Linked DNA regions of Mus musculus: region 2 is linked to region 1. Evidence: chromatin contacts called from public Hi-C data. All regions are on one chromosome and are shown on one strand. The core of a region is the stretch at or near the end of the contact, and the rest is flanking DNA. Distances in the headings are between cores, read along the strand shown.

Region 1 (3,415 bases), core at 604-3,103:
GAAAAAAGAAAAGATGTAAGGCCCTTATTTAGCTCCTTCTCCAGCCATGTCTGCCTGCATCGCACCATGCTGTCTCTTCACAGAACTAGATGACAAAATCCGAAGGACTGCTTCCAATAAGTCAGCTCAAAAAACAGCTGGGAATTCATAAAACTCAAAAAGTTATCACGTCCAGAGTCTAGTCTCTGAATTGGTACTCAGACTTTTGCACACACACACACACACACACACAGAGGAAACAGGAAAAAAAAACTTTTAGCAAAAGCAAACTGCAGAACATACAATAGGCACCAATGAATCAAGCTATTAGTATATATAAGGTAATAGCCCATCAGGAAGAGACAAAGTTAAACAAAGGTTTGCTCTGCACTTAAAAGTTTTGTTTTCTTGTATTTTCTTCGTTTTTTTTTTCTTTTTGAAAGCCAACAAGAGTCACTTTTTTTCAACAAATATTTTATAGAGTACTTAATGTATGCCAAATAGTTTCCCACACGTTGGAATCCTGGTTAAGGCAAATACGGTTCCTGCTTTCTACAAGTTTATGTACCAGGTTATCAACGCAGAATACTATGGGAGCAAACTGAAAGGGTGTCTAACTTTCCAACAACCAGGAACTATTGCCCAAGAACCAATGTGTCTTAAGTTCTACCATTATAACCCCCCCCCCTCCATGGCCCCTACCTCCGCCCCCGGGGCACTTTGCATTTACAGGCTGCTTCAGTGATTAAGTAAGTTCACTAATGCTGACAACATCTGGAACACCTGGAAGCAAAGCACAAGCAATTCCAGTAGCTGCTACTGTTCCTGTTCCTCTATTTCCAGAATAGAATCTAAGTTGGTAGAATCTAAGTTTCTTGCGGGTATCAAACTCCAGAGCCTAGAAAACACCAGGGTGCATAACTGATATTGAAAATACAGTTTTCTTCTTCTTCTTCTTCTTTTTTTCCCCGAGACTGGGTTTCTCTGTGTAGACCAGGCAGGCCTCGAACTCAGAAATCTGCCTGCCTCCGCTTCCGCCTCCCAAGTGCTGGGAATTAAAGGTGTGTTTTCAAATTAACTAGCGAGCACTCAAAGCTTTCACTATCACCATCCTAATCCACGATACCTTGTGCCGAGTAGGAACTGGCTCTTATTGGTCCCCCAAGTCCACTTCTACTTTGTATTGATCATCACACAGCCTTTAGATGTTTTCAAAACTAAATTGTTGAATCAATAAATGAAGGAACGCCTCTTCCCCGGGTTGACTACTTTAAGTTGTGGAACTTGACCAACACCCAGATTAGAACCCAGAGGGGACCCCGCCCGTCTCCATCCATCCTCGCTATTCAGCTCCCTCCAATTCATCTCCTAGGTAACAGCATCCTTCAAGTCCCTGCCACTTCCGCCGAGTTCCACCAGGGGGCGCGCTGACAGCCCCCGCCCCGCCCGCCCCGCCCGCCCCGCCAGTCACCTGATCCCGTCTCTGCCTCGCGCGGCTCGGCCTCCACCGCCGACTCCCTCAGCGCCGCCAGCACGCTCTCAGGGGGCAGGTCGACCAGCTCCTGCCAGACCGACTTGGTGTAGAAGTCCACCGTGTGCGCGCTGGAAATGGCCAGGGCGCCCCTGAGGAAGCTCAGCAAGCCCTGTAACTTGTCGTGCAGCGTGGGCAGGTCCGGGGTCCTGGGCAGAGGGCAGGCCGCCGCCATGACGCTCATCCTCCGGGGCTGCAGGTGGCGCCAACATGGCCGCGCGACCCCTCTCTTCCCCGCCGGAAGCGGCTCAGGCTGAGGCAGTCGAGCTCCGAGCACGCGCCGGGTTGGGCGATTGATTGCTTCCGCCTCGTGACGTGTTAGGTCGGCGTCCACTGGCGTTCCAGGAACTCCCACCGTGGAAAAAGATGGCGCCTTCGCGGCCGTCTTCCAAGTGGCGGACCGGAGGGTTTGCGGCGCGTGGGGAAGGGATCTCTCAGGTCAGATTCGGAAACCAGAATGGGAAGCGCAGGACTTGGCGGCCGAACCCCCAGCAAGCCTTCCGGGGGAGCGTGCGCAAGGGTAAGGAGGGACAGCCGTGGAGGAGCGCTCGGGCCCGCCGAAGTCGAGGGAGTAGGATGGGATCCGGCTTGAGATCGGGGAAGCCGTTCCTAAGCTCGCCAAGTCCGAGAGCTTCTCAGTCCTTTGACTGAGAACCGGACGGTGCGGTCAGCTTCAGTGATTTAACGCAGATCTCAGGTCTAAGCGAAGACACGGGGCGTCTAGAGGTGCGCTTGGCTAAGAAGCACCCAGACATACTTGCATCTCTACTACAGCAAGTATGTAATATAGATACAATATTACATTAAAATACTCTGCCCCAAAGCTTTGATAACCAAAAGACACCACAGTAGCCCTCCAGTCTCATACTGCTGCCTTCCTTAGATTCGATTCGATGTCTTGTCTTTGAAGGCCTCTCGTTGCATGTCAGATGCTTAAGTGGTTTTTGTTCGATCTAAGAATAATCGACAGGTGTTCAGAAAGTTGTACAGTACCTCCCCCTTTTGTTTTGTGTTGTGTTTTGGAAAATAAGTGATTAGTAAGATCCTCCAAGGGAAAAATACTAGACTACTCTACTTTATTTATTAAGTGTTTACTGAAGACCCAAGTGAGATTGTATGTGGATTAAATAAAATGTAATTTGTGGATATGAGTCTAAATTCAAGGTGAGCAGTAAAGTTTAGTTTACTGTACTTAGAGTTTTTAATGTGATGTCTGACAACTCGCTGTTACCCTTATATTTAGGTAAAGGGCCACCTTGCTCTTCAGTGTACCATTAAATGGTTGCCTAACCTTATCTTTAAAGCAAAGCCAAGTAATTCTCTCATTTGAATATAAAGTAAAAGAAAAAAATATTTAGTTTTCATTTTCTGTTAAAGTAATTGTAACTGAAATCCTTCAATGTTAGGACAAGGTTTTGCATTTCGGAGAAAACTGAAGATCCAGCAAAATTACAAGAAATTGCTGTGGAAGGTGAAGGAGGCACCAGCGTCACAGGAGTCCCAGTTCACAGATCGTTACCCAGAGCACCTGAAACACCTCTATCTGGCCGAAGAGGAAAGACTCAGAAAACAGCAAAGAAAGGCTGGCCTGGCTTTGTCAGAAGAACAGGTTGACCGGCCTTTGCCTGAAGAGGAGGGCAGCACTGAGCAGACTTCCTCTGAAGAACCGCCAGGTGGTCACCAGCCACAGCCAGAAGAGCTGAACACAGGAAGGTAAGCACCTCCGTCTTCAGAAATTCCTCACTTTAAATGTAAAGAATGTTTTACTGACGACACAGGGAAAAATTTGTAAGAATCAGGATTTTTCTTAGCACTTTTTTCAAGTCATGTAATGGTATTTCATGGAGTCTCCCCACTTAGTGTTAAATGACTGAAAGAGGCTAGTTGAGCAGAGATGTCGAAAAT
Region 2 (3,023 bases), core at 215-2,714, 4.9 Mb after region 1:
CTGTGCCTGCTGGTGCTGCAAGCACAGGCACCTCCACACCAGCATGGGCACCAGAGGTCCAACTCTGATCCTTCAAGCACTTTATTGGCTGAGCTATCCCTATAGTCTTCAAATTGTTATTTGCCATAGACATACTTTTTTTTTAAGCTACTATTGTTTATTTGTTCATGCGGATTGTTTTACATGCGTTCTGGTCTTTTCTAAGGTATAGTCCGGTAGCCATTTTCAGGCTGAATGTACCAGCAGACTGGAGTAAAAACCGAAGGACTTGAGTAAATATTTTGAATTCTTCTGATGGCTCATTGTACATTTTTGAGAGCTGAGAGGTGAAGGGTGGGGCCTTTGCACGGAACGGCTAAGACGGGGTAATGAGAATGATAGTTTTGCGTTGAAGTGGGGAAATACTCGTGGGCATGTGTTAAAGAGGCCGTTATAAATCCCAGCTGAGGGCACCCTACAAAATAACAGTACTCGGGGAAAATCTGGGGATCAACCCAAGAAACTGAACCAGGAGCTTAGGAGAGATGAACAAAAGCGATGTCCTCCAACAGGAAATAAAAAAGCATTTGGTAAAAAGAAAACCTGAATAAATAGTGACTTAAACAAGTGCTTTGTACTTACATAAGTGGCTGAAACTGGGTACTAGATGTGAGTGAACTCTTTTAAAGTATCTTTTCAGTTTTTTGTGCAAATCCAAAACGGTTCTAAACAAGAGTTTCTCAAGAGGGGCCTAAAATAGCAGTCTTTCCTTAGGTTCATATTTTAAATAAGAATCCGAAGGAAGTGAAAGGTCTAATAGAAATCAGTAATATTCCAGAGATATTCTTGACTGTTCCCCCATCCCCCAAGCTAGTCCTTACTAGAAACTGTCTAATAACACATTCTCGACCATCTCTAATGCTCTGGAGAGGGAACACCAGGAAACCTTTTGCAAAACCCCCTTTGGTGCGGCTGCCGGGGTTGTTCCCAGGGCTAACGGGCGTGCCATCTGCTCGCAGCCCAGGTGCTAACCAGGGTTCACGTGTCACCTGGCGGCGCCGGGTGCTAGGGAGCCGCCCTGGCAGGTCCCGGCAACTCGGCTCCCGCAGGTTGCTGGGGGCAGGGCGGCGTCCGCAGCATCCCGCGCGTGCGGATCGTTTCCCCGGCTCCATCTGCTGCGCTGGGGGCCGGCGTGGGTCGGTCCCCCACAACAAAAGGGCGCCCCGCGGAGAGCGCGCCGGCCCGCGCCGCCCCGCCCCGGCTTCCCGCGTCCGCGCCCGCGTCCCCGCGGGAAACGCTCCCGCGTCACCGCCTCCAGGTACCCGGAAGGGGGAGGGGGCGAGGCGACAACAATCCGGCGGGCGGGCGAAGGGGAGGAAAGGCGCGGCGCCGAGCGCCAAGACAGCGAGGGGCGGGGCTTCGGGCCGTGCCGCCGCGCCATTGGTCGGCACCGCCCCGCCGGCCGCCGCGCATTGGTGAATGCTCAAATTCAGTCTCAAGGCGCCAGAGGAGGTGTTTTAGCGGGGACCGCGATCCAGGGCTGGAGCTTGGCTTAGGCGGGTAGGAGACGCTGTCGCTACGCGGACACCGCGGGTGGAGCGGAGGATCTGCGAGCCTTGCCCTGCCCTGCCCATGTCGCCAGCCGGCCGCTGAGATCTACACGCTCTGCCCGCTCACGCGTGCGGCTGCGGACGTCCCCGGAGAGACCCTCCATCGCGCAGCGACAGTAAGGAAGCGTGCGGCCCCCTCGGATGGGGAGGCGGGAATGCGGAGACGGGTTACCCGCCGCCCTGGATGCCGTCCCACAGGCCCCGGGTCCGAGTGCCCCCTGGGGTTGTGCTGGCTGCAGCGCTAGGTGAAGGAGGCTGGTCCCCACTACCACCTACCCCCACGATTTAGGGGTCCCCTGGGAAGAGTTTCACTTGGGGTGTGCTTAGATGCCTAGGGAGGGGCTGAGCGCTTCCCGCATGGGTTGGTCTCTAGATCAGGTTTCAGTCTACCCCCTAGATCAAACCCACTCAAAGTTGAATTCCTCCCGGTTCTTTGCGCCAAAATTAACTGACCTGGGAGACCCTGTAACTTTCTTGGCATTTGCCTAACACCTTCCTTCCTTGGTAACTATTTTGCCTGTTGCTTTTCATAAAGGATTGCAGTTTTGTTCAGTTTTTTCGTCTTCCCAGATTTCCAGTGATTCCTAAGTATATTTTAAGTGTTTGTCCGTGTGAGTTTTAATGAGGAATGGAGGGTGTCTTCATTCTTGGAAAATTCCAGGAATGCTGTAGGAAGGGAAAGTTGATGTTCACAAGTGGCATTTTGTCGTTGTTGTTGTAGGGGGAAATAAATGTAAAATCATTTTCTGATATAGTTGTGTGTTCCAGATGGAGGTGAATTGTTTAACACTAAAAGACTTGATCAGCCCCAGGCAGACCAGACTAGATTTTGCCATTGAAGATGCAGAGAACGCACAAAAGGTAAGCACAAATAAATACTTTATAGTCTCCAGCATGTTTTGGATGGTGATGCCTAGCTTTCGTCTCGTATACAGCATAATTGTGATGGCCGTTATAGAGGAGTTTTTAGAGAATGGGGCCATTGCGACCTTTGTTTCGGCTCCTCTTAAGTCATTAGTGTTGGAACCAGCTTCTGAAGCCAAAGGTGCATTCTGGATGCAGTGATCAGAAGTTTGTGATGCCTAGAGATCCCAAGGGCAGTTGAATTAATGTTGGAAGAAATTAGAAAGCGTTAATTCCCTGGAACAGGATTTTGTTGTTGTAAATACTGGATTTAATGTCCGAATGCTGAGAAACACCACCTTCCTCCTAATGGACCAACTACAGAGATGTCTCCCAAGAGTTACAGCCTTGCCTCCTAGACAGGGGTCAATGTGACTGACCCTCACCAGCTCCTCTGAATAGTTGACAGCCCTTCTGCTTCAGATATACTGAGCCACACACTCAGCAATGTCTAAACCACCCTGGCCTGCATCAGCACAGGTGTGCAGAACAGATGTCCTTTTGAGAAGACAGAGCTGTGAATCTGAGCGT

The links. A called contact is a pair of places that touch in the nucleus more often than the background predicts.
Region 2: a contact with region 1 is called in a Hi-C map of CD8 T cells, with 7 times the contacts expected there. The contact joins the promoter of E2f7 here to the promoter of Ccdc59 in region 1. A contact is called at or near these places in 1 of 39 promoter capture datasets (pre-B cells) and 1 of 484 Hi-C or Micro-C datasets (CD8 T cells).

Annotation. Positions count from the first base shown.
Region 1 is chr10:105,839,626-105,843,040 of GRCm38.p6, forward strand. Ccdc59 (coiled-coil domain containing 59) reads left to right here and starts at 1,854. Exons shown (of 4, transcript NM_025602.3): 1 at 1,854-2,030; 2 at 2,917-3,223. The coding sequence starts at 1,877. Mettl25 (methyltransferase like 25) reads right to left here and starts at 1,755. Exons shown (of 12, transcript NM_207522.2): 1 at 1,451-1,755. The coding sequence starts at 1,694.
Region 2 is chr10:110,743,975-110,746,997 of GRCm38.p6, forward strand. It overlaps E2f7 (E2F transcription factor 7), which reads left to right and starts at 1,465. Exons shown (of 13, transcript NM_178609.5): 1 at 1,465-1,705; 2 at 2,358-2,450. The coding sequence starts at 2,358.